Linked DNA regions of Sus scrofa: region 1 is linked to region 2. Evidence: chromatin contacts called from public HiChIP or PLAC-seq data. All regions are on one chromosome and are shown on one strand. The core of a region is the stretch at or near the end of the contact, and the rest is flanking DNA. Distances in the headings are between cores, read along the strand shown. Region 1 overlaps RYR3 (ryanodine receptor 3). Region 2 overlaps RYR3 (ryanodine receptor 3).

Region 1 (6,471 bases), core at 1,775-4,274, 230 kb before region 2:
GTTCTGAGGGTACATCAGGGAGCAAAGTTCCTGACCTAATTGAGTGTTTATTCTAGAACAGGAGAGAGAACAACAATAAATAGAAAGGCAAATTTTATATACATATTACATACATATATATATATGGGGGGGGGGAGAGAAATAAAACAGTAATGGGAGAAGGCTAGTGTGGGTGGAGGGAAGGAGCCTCACTGAACAAATACCTGATGGAAGAATGAGCCTTGGCATGATCTGTGGAGAAAGTTCCAGGCAGAAGGAACAGTTCTTCTATACAGCATTGCTTGGGAGTATGGTTCCCAGATTTAGAAAAGGTCGGGGGCCGGTGGGGGGGGGGGCGGGTGGAAGGACAGCCAGCTAAACTTGAATTGCAGATAAAGAACAAATAACTTTCTGGTATGTCTCAAATGCTGCATGCATTTTATCTGGGAATGCTCATGGGCAGAAAAAAAAGTATTTTGGGTCTGAACCTCAATTACTGTCCCCATTGAGTGAAAAAATGGATCTTTAAGATGTATCGTCATTGACTTAACAGTGATCGATGCCTGGAAAAATATTCCTCACAAATTTGACAGAAATCCTACTTGGGCCTGTGTGTCCAGATGGGGGTTAGAAAGAAAACAAGAACCTGAAGTGTCTCGTTTTCATAACACCACAGGGATTCACTCTGTGAACCAGTGACCTTTGTGTTTGCAGGTGGAGAATTTCCAGTTAGCCAGTTGGCTTAGCCAGTGACCTAGGTGACTTTATTCTCCTTAGAAATACAGGACAGGCATCCTTGTTCCAGGGCATAATTCAGAGCTCCTGTCTGTGCAGCTCTTGTCCCATGAACATTAGCTTCTTGGTCTCTGCAGGTTCTCAGCTCCTTCCACCTCCTTCACTCAGGTTCTCCCTGGGTGTCCCCTCCCCATGCCACAGCCTGGAACCCCCACAAGAAGGAAGCAGGGCTAGCTGTAGGGTTCACTGATGGCCAGTGACTTAAAACCATTGTTTCCTATACCCTATCTTGTCTTAGTCTTTTTTTTTTTTTTCCTTCTATTGTCATTTCAATTAAGAGGATAAATCTGGTCCTTTTTTTTCCATCATGGCCAGAGGTAGGTATCCAAGAGATAGCGTCCTAGGAGTTTCTTAGTCCTGGAGTTCTAGCTATGTTTGAAAAATAGCTGAATTAAAGCCCACCTCTTGGAGCCAATCAATTTATTTTATAGACTAAAAAGTTACAAGGGGATCACGAAATGCCAGTTCCCGTTCCCTTCTTTCTTCAGACCTGATTTGAAGGAAGATTGCAACATAAGAGATTCCTGAAAGTACCAGGTCTGGTGATCCTCAGGTTCCAATCATGTCCATAGCTTAGAGCAGTCCAAGGCAGATAGAAAACCCAGAGAATGGGGAAGTCAAGTTAAAATAGATTCTCTTTCTCTTCTCTCTTTGGTTTTGAACTTGGAATTCACGATCTGGGGCTCTTTGTACAGTGAGAAATGAGAGTCAGAGGAACTGTGGAATCAGCCCATATGATGCAGCTGCCTGGGGAATACACGGCACGGCACTGATGAAGCAAATATTTGGGCCTGATTTCCTAGCTCATCAGACTCGCTGGCATTATTGCTTCTCATGTATTTTTAAATAACTGAACACAATGCTTTGCTTCTTCAGAATCCTTGGCTTGACAGACCCAAGGCTCCACTAATTTGGAATCATCTGAGAAGAATTGAAGTGAACAGGCAGGTAGCCTCTACAGTGGAAATTAATTATTCACTACATGTCAAGATGGTGAGAATGATTTGTTACAAGTTTAGACAAACTTTTTGTCACTGAAGTTCATCCTCATTATTCAAACACAGGACTAGCCATCCATAATGGATTCGAGAAGAAAAGCTTGTCAGGTGAAGAACGCTGACTGTTCAGAAAGCAAGGAGCAGTCTGTGTGCTTTAGTGCTATGTTTTCATCTCATTGTCAGAGTTGGAATTGAGTTGTAAATGCCTCTCAGAGAAGTTTGCATTCACTGTAAATTCTTTCATCTCTGGAGTGCTGGGTGGGGTGTATCCCCCCCTTCCCCCACCAGGCAGCACAGCAGTGGGTAGAAGGCCCAGGGGGTACCATTGCCACATCCATCCTTGGCTTAGAAGCTAGCTTCCTGCTGGTTCTCTGCGTCTTAGCCCCCTCTGCCTGGGTTTTTCTTTCTCCAGCTGTTGGAAAGTCTTATTTCTCTAGTGCTGAAGTTGTCTTGCTGAGCCCTTGAGAAAAGTGCGATATGCAGACTCAATGTAAACAGTATTGTGTCATTATCTCTACCCATCACTCAGCTGTCACCTGGACATCTTCAAGGCATTAAGTGATACCAGGCAAATGAGCTTCCTGCTACTTAAGAGATATGAGACAGACATTTGTAATTGCTAGTATCAAAGTGAACAAATCTATCTGGTACATTCCATCCAAATGTACCCAGTGGGAGGAAGTTATGCGGCCACATCTAGACATGAGAAAGAATGGGTATAAGGCTGGTTTAGATCGGATAGGTGTGGGGTCAGTGTGCAGCATCACCTGTTTCCTGGGCATGGTCTGTCTTCAGAATTGCTTTGTTAGTTATTTAGTAATTGAGCAAAGCTGCCAAAATCTGAATCCTAGGACTTACAGCAATAGCAACCTGACCTTGAGTGGTCAATTCCCTGACTTCCCACACACACAAAAATCAGGAGGCTGCAGAGGTTTCATACTTTCTGAGAGGATGTGTCTTAGAAAATTGTGTTTCTGTGCAGCTCTTCAGCTATATGCTGATGGCTTCTCATGGACCTTGCTGGTGGCTATCACCTCAGCAATAAGCCCCGAGACATAGGGAGAAAACGGTTGGACACTTAGTAAGTTTCTCATCTGTCTTTGCTGTTTTTTGGAGGTTTTCTGTGGTCATCAGCTCCATGAAGACATTTTAAGACCAAATTAACCCCCAAGAAAGAATTTGTCACAGTTGCCTGCCAAGAAATCTCATGTTACTGTGGATGTAATATCAAATGGACATTTCTTGTGTGTCAGCTACACCTGTTGGTGCCACTCACTAGGCTCCTTAGTGAAGAGTTTCTAAGTTACTTGGGATAGTTACCTAGGCAACTAGATTATAAATACAATCATTGAAATGAAATGAGCTCATTTCCCCTGCAGACACAGTTATGAGCTGATAGAGTTGGTGGTTTCTGGTAAAAGAATGCAGTTTTTCCATGTAATAACCCCTTGGCTTGTAGCTGGAAAGGGCGGGGTGTACTGGGTGCTGACTTGCTGGTGACCTCTTCCAAGTGCCAGAGGTATGTTCCTGAGATGGATCTAGGCTTTGATGCTGCTCCTCCCAGGGGAGTGAGCTGACAGCGGAAACTCTGGCTCTCTCTAAGCCCTTGGGAGAGGCAGCAGGTGGTCGTGCGTGGGTTTCCATCAAATAACTTGGTTGTCACCACTAGGATCACTTTGCAGCCATCCCAACCAACAGACCATGTTTGTTCGCAGAGGTCTCCCTGCCCTCTGGGGAAAGGAGAGGAAAGCCCTATGGCTTTCCTTCGGGGCCTAGCCTTTGTCATCAGGGGGATGGAACTAGGGCCTTTTCCTGCACCCCTGGGAATGGATGGGTTTGGTTGTAGCTCAGAAGCTGAGCAGTATGGCTAAATCGGGCTCCTGCTCCGCTGGTGCTTTTTCAGAACTGTCCTCCGGTTTGCCTGTTTCACACCCTCCCACTTTGGCAGCTTCCTGTTTGCAAACAGTTTTGCTTGTTAAATGGAGAAAACCAAGTTTGTATGCATTTGTGTCAGGGGAAGGAGGAGGAAAGCCAGTCTTCCTGGAGGGAGGCAGCTGGGGTGACTCTTGATCAAGAGAAAAAGATTCTGTTTGAGAAAATAAGATTCCATAGGATGGCTTCTCCATCTTTTTACTGGGTTCTTTTGAGGATGGGAATGGTCTGCCCATCTCTGAGCCTGAAAGGCAAATGTACCATTTTGATAATCATGAATTTTTTTATGCTTTTTAGGCCACACCCATGGCATATGGAAGTTCCCAGGCTGGGGGTCAAATCGGGGCTGCAGCTGCTGGCCTACACCACAGCCACAGCAATGAGGGAGCCAAGCCAAGTCTTCGATCTACAGCACAGCTCACAGCAACACCGGATCCCTGACCCACTGAGCGAGGCCAGCTTTTGAAACTGCATCCTCATGGATCCTAGTTGGATTCATTTCCACTGTACCACAATGGGAACTCTCAATAATCAAGAATTTTTTAATGCCAAGGTTGTTTTTTCATGTATAAAATGTCTCTCCTTTTTTTGAAGGAAAAGAGGCATCCTTGCAACCTCTTAAATTCTGGCATTTGTGTTTCTAGGAGGGGTCTTGTTATGTTTATTAAGGAAGATAATTTGCATTTCCCAAGAAATGTGGTCAAAACACCATGTATTTTTCTTGCCGATTTAGATGATTCTCAAAAAATTTATGTCTTAGGCAAGAGTTTATCATATTTCAGCAACCTTTTCAAATGATGAACAGTAGAAAGAGATTCTATAGCAAGTGTGATTCCCTAAAGAAGTCTGAAACCAAAGTAGAGAACTGTTAATTCCCAGTGGAGAAGTCATGTTGTTTGATAAAGGATATGGTCTTCTTTTAAAAGTAATCATTACAGTGCAGCATGATCAGTGCTGTGGTAGAGAAGTGTACCAGTGCTATAGGAGCACAGAGGACAGTGAGAGAGGGAGTGATTATTGCAAGCCAGAGAGTGGAGAAGGTTTCAAGGAGGAGTTGACACTTGAAAATAGGTTTTTAGAGCAGAACTAGAAGAGATGGAGATGGAGTTCCCCTTGTGGCTCAGCAAGCTAAGGACCCAGCATTGTCTCTGTGAGGATGCAGGTTCAATCCCTGGCCTCACTCAGTGGGTTAAGGATCCGGTGTTGCTGTTGTGGCTTGGGTCACAAATGCATCTCAGATCCACTGTCATGTGGCTGTGGTGTAGGATGGCAGCTTCAGTTCCAATTCAACACTTGGCCTGGGAACTTCCAAATGCTACAGGTATGGCCACTAAAAAAAATACATAAAGAACATACGGAGAAAATAGAACATATTCCAGGTAGCAAGAAAAGCATAAAGGAGCACAGCCAGACATGAAAGAGCTGGACAGAGTGAGTTCTAGCAGGAATTCAGTGTGGCGAGGGGTGGGAGTACATAACAAAATGGTCCTGGAATAATAGTCGGGGAAACTGGACTTTACCCTATAGAACCTAGCCTATAGAATAAGCTAGCCTATAAGTGATATGTAATAAAAGGTTTATGAGCATAAGATGACTTCAGGTTCATATTTTAAGACAACTAGCTCTGAAAGCAGTATAACTGAGTAAATGGAAAGGCAAAGAAAGAAGCCCCCACCAAGACCAGGCATGAAGTCATTGTCCAGAAACCCAGGGCCCTTGACTTAAGACCTCAGAAATAGGGATAAAGACAAGGCAACACATTCACAAAATATTTAAATGGTGTAGAAAATGGGATTTGGAAGTTGAGTTGCTTTGGGGAGTCAGGACCATGCCCTAGCATGTTGAGGGCAGAAGTCAAATATAGTTCTGAGTTGTAAAGAGTGATTAGAGGTGAAGAAGAGGCAGCTGTGAGGATGGATGCCTTTCTATTTCCAGAAGCTCGAGGGCACAGGAAAAGGCAGAAAGTGAGAGCCTTTGGTGGGCGGCCATGGGAATGGTACACAGCCACCCTGCTGTGTGTGTTTCATGATGAGGGAAGCTTAAGCTTTGGGGGTGGGGTAGGACCAAGTAGGAAGAGAGCAAGTAGAGGCAGAAGAGCAGGGGTAGTTAGTGGACACAGGTTCCTAGGAAGACATGGACAGGGCCTGGGCATCAAGAATTAGGTAGAGGAGAGAAGTCAAATGTTAAAAAAGCTACCGTGGAAAATTGAGGATGCGGAAACCCTCAGTTGGATCTCTTTTGGTCACAGCAGCACCGCAAACTTTAACTTCATCACCTTGCAACAGGCATCTCGGGGGTGACTGGGCTGTTCCTGCTTACTGTTGACCTTCCTAAAAGGGGCAGGGAATCCATCTCAAGTCGGAAAGTTGGTACTGGCTATTGAAGGTGGGCTCTGTCAGGAATCGATCAGTCTGATGTTGGACCTTCCTATCTCTGATCATATGCATGGAACTCCTGCCCTCCCCGCTTTTTAAAAAAATCTAATGACTATTGCGCTGGGAGTGCACAAGTAATGAGATCCTGCTGTATAGCACAGGGAACATAGTCACTAGTGATGGAACATGATAGAGGATAATGTGAGAAAAAGAATGTGTGTGTATGACTGGGTCACTTTGCTATATAGCAAAATTTGACAGAACGTTGTAAATCAACTATAATAAAATTTAAAAAAAAAACTAAGTGAAAAAAAATCTAGGTACTTTTCTTTGGGCTTTAGTTTGAAAAGTTGTAAGAAAATAAAGTAGCTTGCTGGTAAAGTGTTCTACAA
Region 2 (6,380 bases), core at 2,004-4,503:
TCATAAATGAGCCTTCAGTGCCTAGAATCAAGAAAACCGCAACTATGAAAACCATGGCAAAGAAAGTGAGGGGTTCAGAACAGCATGTTATGTTAGGTGACTTGTCACTACCATTGTCGTCTTCTTAGTCCATATCAAGGAACGGAGGACTCTAATTCAAATATGTGTCTATTGCAATGAAATGGACCCACTATGGCTCTGCTACCTTTTCAGATATTTCTCTATGAGCTGAGATGTCTCTGTTAGTTATCTGTTGTGAAGAGGCCACAACAGCTTAAATCCTGGCATGTTCTTTCCTAGAGAAATAATTAGGCAAACCCCCATCTGCCTCGCCTTGGGAATGGAGAGGTTTCTAACCAATTTCATGACGCTTCATTTTATTCACAGGCTGACATTATTAAAATGTGTTTTTAAATGCTAGCTTTGAATGCTAGTAAAAAAATTTTTTCATTTATACTCATTTAATCCTGAAAAGAAGTGGCAAGTATGTACATTGCTAAATATCAAGGCACTGGGAGAAGAACTAGCAGACTCCTAGCGGGAAGCCAGGACTGTCACTAAGAATATGTGAGCAGGACAAGCTCTCTGTCAAAACCAAATGCCTTTTTCACCCTCTGTTTTCTCTGGTTTCACATAGGATTTAAAAAACAAAAGAAATCCCCGTCTGGTGCCTTATGCACTACTGGATGAGCGGACCAAGAAGTCAAACAGAGATAGCCTTCGTGAGGCTGTTCGGACATTTGTTGGTTATGGCTATAACATTGAACCGTCAGACCAAGAACTAGGTAACGAGTGGAGAGTGTTCATTCTGGCCCCAACTTACTCAACAGGTCTTCTTCTGGAGAAATGCCGACTTTGAATAGGTCTAACTTACAGTGTTAGAAATGCTATTGGTGTAGAGGCCGCTATTGGTCTAAATGGTGAACTTCAAGAAGTAGGGAGAAGAAGGAGGGAACCATGCTGATAATAAAGCAGTGTCCCCTTGGCAGATGTTTCTGTAACGAGCACGTCTATGACCCAGTCCCACAGGGCATAAGTTATCCTCCAGCGTAGCTGAGCTTTTTAGGATATTTGCTCACAAAACCAAGTTACTGTTATTTGTCTTGTTTTCCAAACTTGTGAATATAGCTTACTTTAATTGAATTCTAGCACTATTAACATCACCAGCTTATGTATATTTAAAGGGTCATTGTCATCTCAGACCCTAGGAGATACTAGGATATTCTATACACTGGGAGATACTAAGCTAGTGGGGCAGTAAAAAAGTGGTTAAGGGGGTAGATGTGGAGTAAGACAGACTTGGGTTCAAATGCTTGCTCTCCTTGGTTTATTGACTCTGTGACCTTGAGCACATGAACCTTCCGAGCCTCAATTTCTTCATCTGTAAAATGAAGACAGTAATACTGACATCATAGGATTATTGTGAAGAAAACTGAGTTTTAGTTTCTACTATAGAGCCATCACTCGGTGCGTGGTAACTTGTACTCTTGTTATGTGGTGATGATAGTGATGATGATTACATTATGTACAGAATGCTCTGTTGGATGGTACGAGATCTATCATCAGTCTTTGTTGTTCAAAGTCCTTTGAGGAATGCTACCTAATTATTAAAAGCCTCTGTTCTCTCACTCCGTCCTGCACCCTTGACTCCCTTCCTTTCTCGACAGCTGACCCAGCCGTGGAGAAAGTCAGCATAGACAAGATCCGATTTTTCCGGGTGAACGCTCTTATGCAGTGAGATCAGGAAAGTGGTATTTTGAGTTTGAGGTGGTGACCGGAGGAGACATGCGGGTCGGCTGGGCCAGGCCAGGCTGTCGGCCTGACATCGAGCTGGGGGCTGACGACCAAGCCTTTGTGTTTGAAGGCAGCAGGGTGAGTCTGGCTGGTGTCCACACATCCTCAGCCCAGGGTTTTCTGCTCCAAACATGTCCCCAGAAGTTAGAAGCACTGAGTATCTAGACTGCTGGCTTTAAGAGTGAGGAGCCCCCACTGGCTAATTTAGACCATTGAGTGACCATCACCTAACGCCTGTCCCTGTGTGTTTTGCTCTAGAGAAAGGAAGGCCTGCACACTCTAGGCCTTTCTGTCATCACCTCTGTCTCTGCTTTGCCCCTCTGAGCCTGTGCCCCCCTCTGCAGAGGATGCTTACAGAACACCGTGTAGTGAATATGTGGGGAAATCGTATCATTTTGTTTAAGAGGGAGTTCAGCTTGTTTTCATAGCTTACTAGGTAACGGGAGATTCACGTCACCTTTTCTGATGAGCCATGTATGTCTCAACTTCACTTATCTGTACGTAGACCATTTCTCCTATGAGATGTCCTTAGTATAAAGGCAAATGCCTTGTGGAAGCCAGGTGCAACTGCCCATGAGGAGAAATCGCACATGAGATCATTTCTTTAGCTTCCCAGGGGGCCTCTAGGACCTCATTTTTCTAAGCCCTGGGCACTTGTCTTCCAGGGTCAGCGTTGGCATCAAGGGAGTGGGTATTTTGGACGGACCTGGCAGCCAGGAGATGTGGTTGGATGTATGATCAACCTCGAAGATGCTTCAATGATCTTCACGCTGAATGGGGAGCTGCTGATCACCAACAAAGGCTCTGAACTTGCCTTCGCTGACTATGAGATTGACAACGGTAAGTCTGCCCACCTTCCCCCTTGCATCCAGAAGATGAAAGATGATCCAGGGAGCAGGGTGAGGCCCTCTACCTACTCACTCAGGGCACACTGACTTTTGCAGATTTGAAACCCTGGTGGTGAAGATGCGCCCTTACACTCAATTCTGAAGAATCAAGTCAAGTACTAGTGATAGTTGATGTACTTCCAGAGAGACTGACAAAGAAGCTCCCCTCTAATTCCTGCCCTGTGCCTTGGCGCATTAAGGTTCCTGGGGGTTTCCCAGTGGTATCACAAAGGAAATGCTAATTGCATATGGACAATGTCCCTGGCAGGAAAGAAAAGGCAGGAATTAAAGAATTATCCTCTTATTCTGATTTGACCTGTCAGTCTGAATGTTTGTGAATTGAACTTGATGCTTTGATGAGAATCAATGAAACACAGAAGTTCAACTTAGCAGTTCCCTTGAATGAAATAGAATTTATTTTTAAATTCAAACACACCATGAAACCCAAGTACAGTCGCACTTGTTAGTCACCACAAATAAACAGCCATTAGGGCATACTTCCAGCTACCCAAGGGAGCTTCTTATTTCCCATCTACATTTAACTCCTCCGTTATGAACCCAAGGTGTTGGCACTCAGGGAAGAAGCACTGGACTGCAGGTCAGCTGACCCATTCCTAGGAAGCTGTGTGGTTCCCAGAGTCTTGACTTTGCCAGGCTTTGCCTTCTTCATCTGTACCAGGAAATAAGACAGTAGACTACCTACGGGCCAACACCCTCCTCGGGTGTCAGATTCTATGTCGGTGTCTCAACACCTACTGTGTCCACAGCCCCTTCCCTGGTGCTGGGCCAGTCTCTGCTGCTTTGGTGCAGACGAGGAGGAGGTAGGGAGATTGAGAGGAAGAGAGGCTGCTCAGGGCAGGAGGGCTGGGTTCCCATCCTGCCCCTGCCCTCCCGACCTGTGACGTCTTGGGTTGACTTTATTTAACCTCTTTGACCTCATTTCCCCCTCTGTAAAAGATCACAGCTCTGGTAGCTCTAAACTTCTGAGACTACAAAAAGAAATAGTCCCGCCTCCCCCAGACAGTTAAAAAAGATAAAACTGCAGAGGCTAGAGCAGCAGAAATACATGAGTATATTTTTAATACATATAAAATATTCTTTTTATTTATATTTTATTTATTTTTATTTATTTATTTTGCTTTTTAGGATTGCACCTGTGGCACATGGAGCTTCCCACGCTAGGGGTCGAATCAGAGCTACAGCTGCTGGCCTATGCCACAGTAACAGCAATGCAGGATCTGAGGCAAATCTGCAACCTACACCACACTTCACAGCAACACCAAATCCTTAACCCACTGAGCGAGGCCAGGGATCAAACCCGCAACCTCATGGTTCCTAGTCGGATTTGTTTCTGCTATGCCATGATGGGAACTCCTAAAATATTCTTTATATACAAATTGTTTTAGCTTTATAACTCACTTTCACACTTTTTACAGACACCTTTTATCAGCCACATACCCACCCAACTGGACCTTAAAAGAGTTTTAAAGCTTTTTTTAAGAGCTCCATATTTGAGCAAACAGAAAAGTTGCAAGTCAGTGTATTTTCCTAGAAAGATAGAATACCTGAAGCCTGATGGGGTCATGTTTTAATGCCTTCTGAAAAGGTATAAAATCAAAGTTTTAAAGAAAGAAATGTACTTTGAGAGACAACTGGGAAGGATGCTGCCAGCAGAAAGAATGGCTTATGCACTGGTTTGGATAAAAGGGCAGACCTAAGGGCACCGGCAAAGATCCATCCTCTGGCTCTGCTCTTTGGAAACAGATATTGACAAAGTAGTCCCCACAGGCAGTGCTGTCTTTGTGAGGCTGGAGGAGAAGGGAGACCTGGAGGATTCAGGCTCATCCCCAAGGAGAGCAGGGAAGGTCCAAAGACCAGCCACCTTTTCGTGGCTCTCCTGAGTGTGGACTGGAGGAGGTTGATTATCTATGAGGCTTTGGCTTAGCATAAGGAGGAAACAAGAATCTTGCCTGTGTGCAGAGTTCTAAGAACTCTGTAAAGTCTAAAGCCTTGCTACTCAAAGTGTGATCTACTTGTTAATAAATGCAGAGTCTCAGACCCCACGCCAGTCCTACTGAACCAGAAACTGCCTTCAGACAAGATACTCTGGAGGTTCACATGCACTTTAAAATATGAGAAGCGGAGTTCCCTTGTGGCAAGTGGAAACGAACCTGACCAGGAACCATGAGGTTGCGGGTTCAATCCCTGGCCCTGCTCAGTGGGTTAAGCATAAGCTGTGGTGTAGGTCGCAAACGCGGCTCGGATCTGGCGTTGCTGTGGCTGTGGTGTAGGCCAGCAGCTACAGCTCTGATTAGACCCCTAGCCTGGGAACCTCCACATGCCGAGGTGCGGCCCTCAAAAAGACAAAAAAAAAAAAAAAATTGTAAAATATGAGAAGCGAGTTCCCATTGTGGCTCCTCAGTAACGAACCCAACTACTATACAAGAGGATGCAGGTTCAATCCCTGGCCTTGCCTAGCAGGTTAAGGATCTGGCATTGCTCTGAGTTTTGGTGTATGTTGCAGATGCGACTTGGATCTGGCATTGCTATGGCTGTGGTGTAGGCTGGCAGCTACAGCTCTGATTCAGCCCCTAGCCTGGGGAGTTCCATATGCCTCGGGCACGGCCCAAAAAATAGAAGACAAAAAATAAATAAATCAGGTGTGAGAAGCAGTGGTCTATAGTTTACACAAATGCAAACAGTAGCAATGTCAAGGAGTTTGTTTTCTAGTTGGAAAAATAAATATGACAATATGGACACATAGGTAACTACCAATGGATACATGGATATATATGACTCCCAATGCGAAGCAGTAGATTAGAAACACCAAATGACCAATAGGAATGAAAATTCTGTAAGAGTGGGATTGGAACTAAGGTTAAATAAAGAATATGAGCTGTCTACGCTAAAGAGAAGGGCGTTCTTCTCGGGATGGAAGCATAGTAATAGTGGGGAATCAGGAAACTACAAGAAAGAGTGATGATATGTTTGGAAGATTCGTGCATGGAATTTATAGAAGAAGAAGCTGGAGCGAGAGATAAGGTACAGATTATAGCCTTGAATACCAAGGTTTGGTCTTTTTATTCAAGAAACTCTTTTTGTCTAATCTGGGCCCCACACCGTTGGACTTTGCTCTCTTGACACGTGGGGCTGTCTCAGGGTTTGAGCAGAGGAGTACTATAAAGAAGAGGGATGTTTCAGAAGAACTCCGCTTTTAGAGACCATCTGTGTTGTGATGAAAGAGATGCATCATTGACCTTTTGTGTGCAGAGACAGGACTTGACCTTCAGAATAACAAAGCGTATTATTAGGAAGCTGTTTTATAATAGAATGGTACCTATTGTGCTAATGCATCATACTGTAGCATCGTATCACACTTCAATAATATGGAGATAAGATAATTGGGAGGCTCTTTCAGTTCTGTGATGGCTCAGAGTCAGAGGAAGGGCAGTTGAAAGGGAGTCAGCAGGTCATTCTTTGAGGACAGTAGCCCAGAGGCCTGGAAGAACCCTAACACATCTTTCTGTTCTCTGCATAATGTGGAAAGAGGCAGCAGTTCTTGCCTTGAGCTGTTAGGAAAAGCATATGTTGAAAATAAAAAATGTAGTGCATTCTAGCCCCTCATAAAGCAAAATCCCCCATAGGTTTCTGTTCTGGTCACCAGCATCCCAGCCTTGCTTCAGGCCATTTACCCCAGTG

The links. HiChIP or PLAC-seq counts read pairs in DNA pulled down with a chosen protein or histone mark.
Region 1: an H3K27ac HiChIP or PLAC-seq map of skeletal muscle shows a contact between it and region 2, with 5 times the contacts expected there. The contact joins two enhancer-like sites. A contact is called at or near these places in 1 of 47 Hi-C or Micro-C datasets (embryonic fibroblasts) and 1 of 2 datasets of contacts at active chromatin or transcription factors (skeletal muscle).

The regions. Positions count from the first base shown.
Region 1 is chr7:81,094,849-81,101,319 of Sscrofa11.1, reverse strand. The region is part of intron 1 of RYR3 (ryanodine receptor 3); the gene reads left to right. Among named protein-coding and RNA genes, the nearest start is that of RYR3, 110 kb to the left of the region's middle. Within about 2 kb of position 3,024, at least 8 of the 83 cell types and tissues checked have an H3K27ac peak or open chromatin away from gene starts, as enhancers often do. A contact at or near this core is called in skeletal muscle, where this site is marked.
Region 2 is chr7:80,866,129-80,872,508 of Sscrofa11.1, reverse strand. It overlaps RYR3 (ryanodine receptor 3), which reads left to right. Exons shown (of 106, transcript XM_021099907.1): 25 at 638-785; 26 at 1,668-1,715; 27 at 1,718-1,872; 28 at 2,460-2,634. Among named protein-coding and RNA genes, the nearest start is that of RYR3, 340 kb to the left of the region's middle. Within about 2 kb of position 3,253, at least 1 of the 83 cell types and tissues checked has an H3K27ac peak or open chromatin away from gene starts, as enhancers often do. A contact at or near this core is called in skeletal muscle, where this site is marked.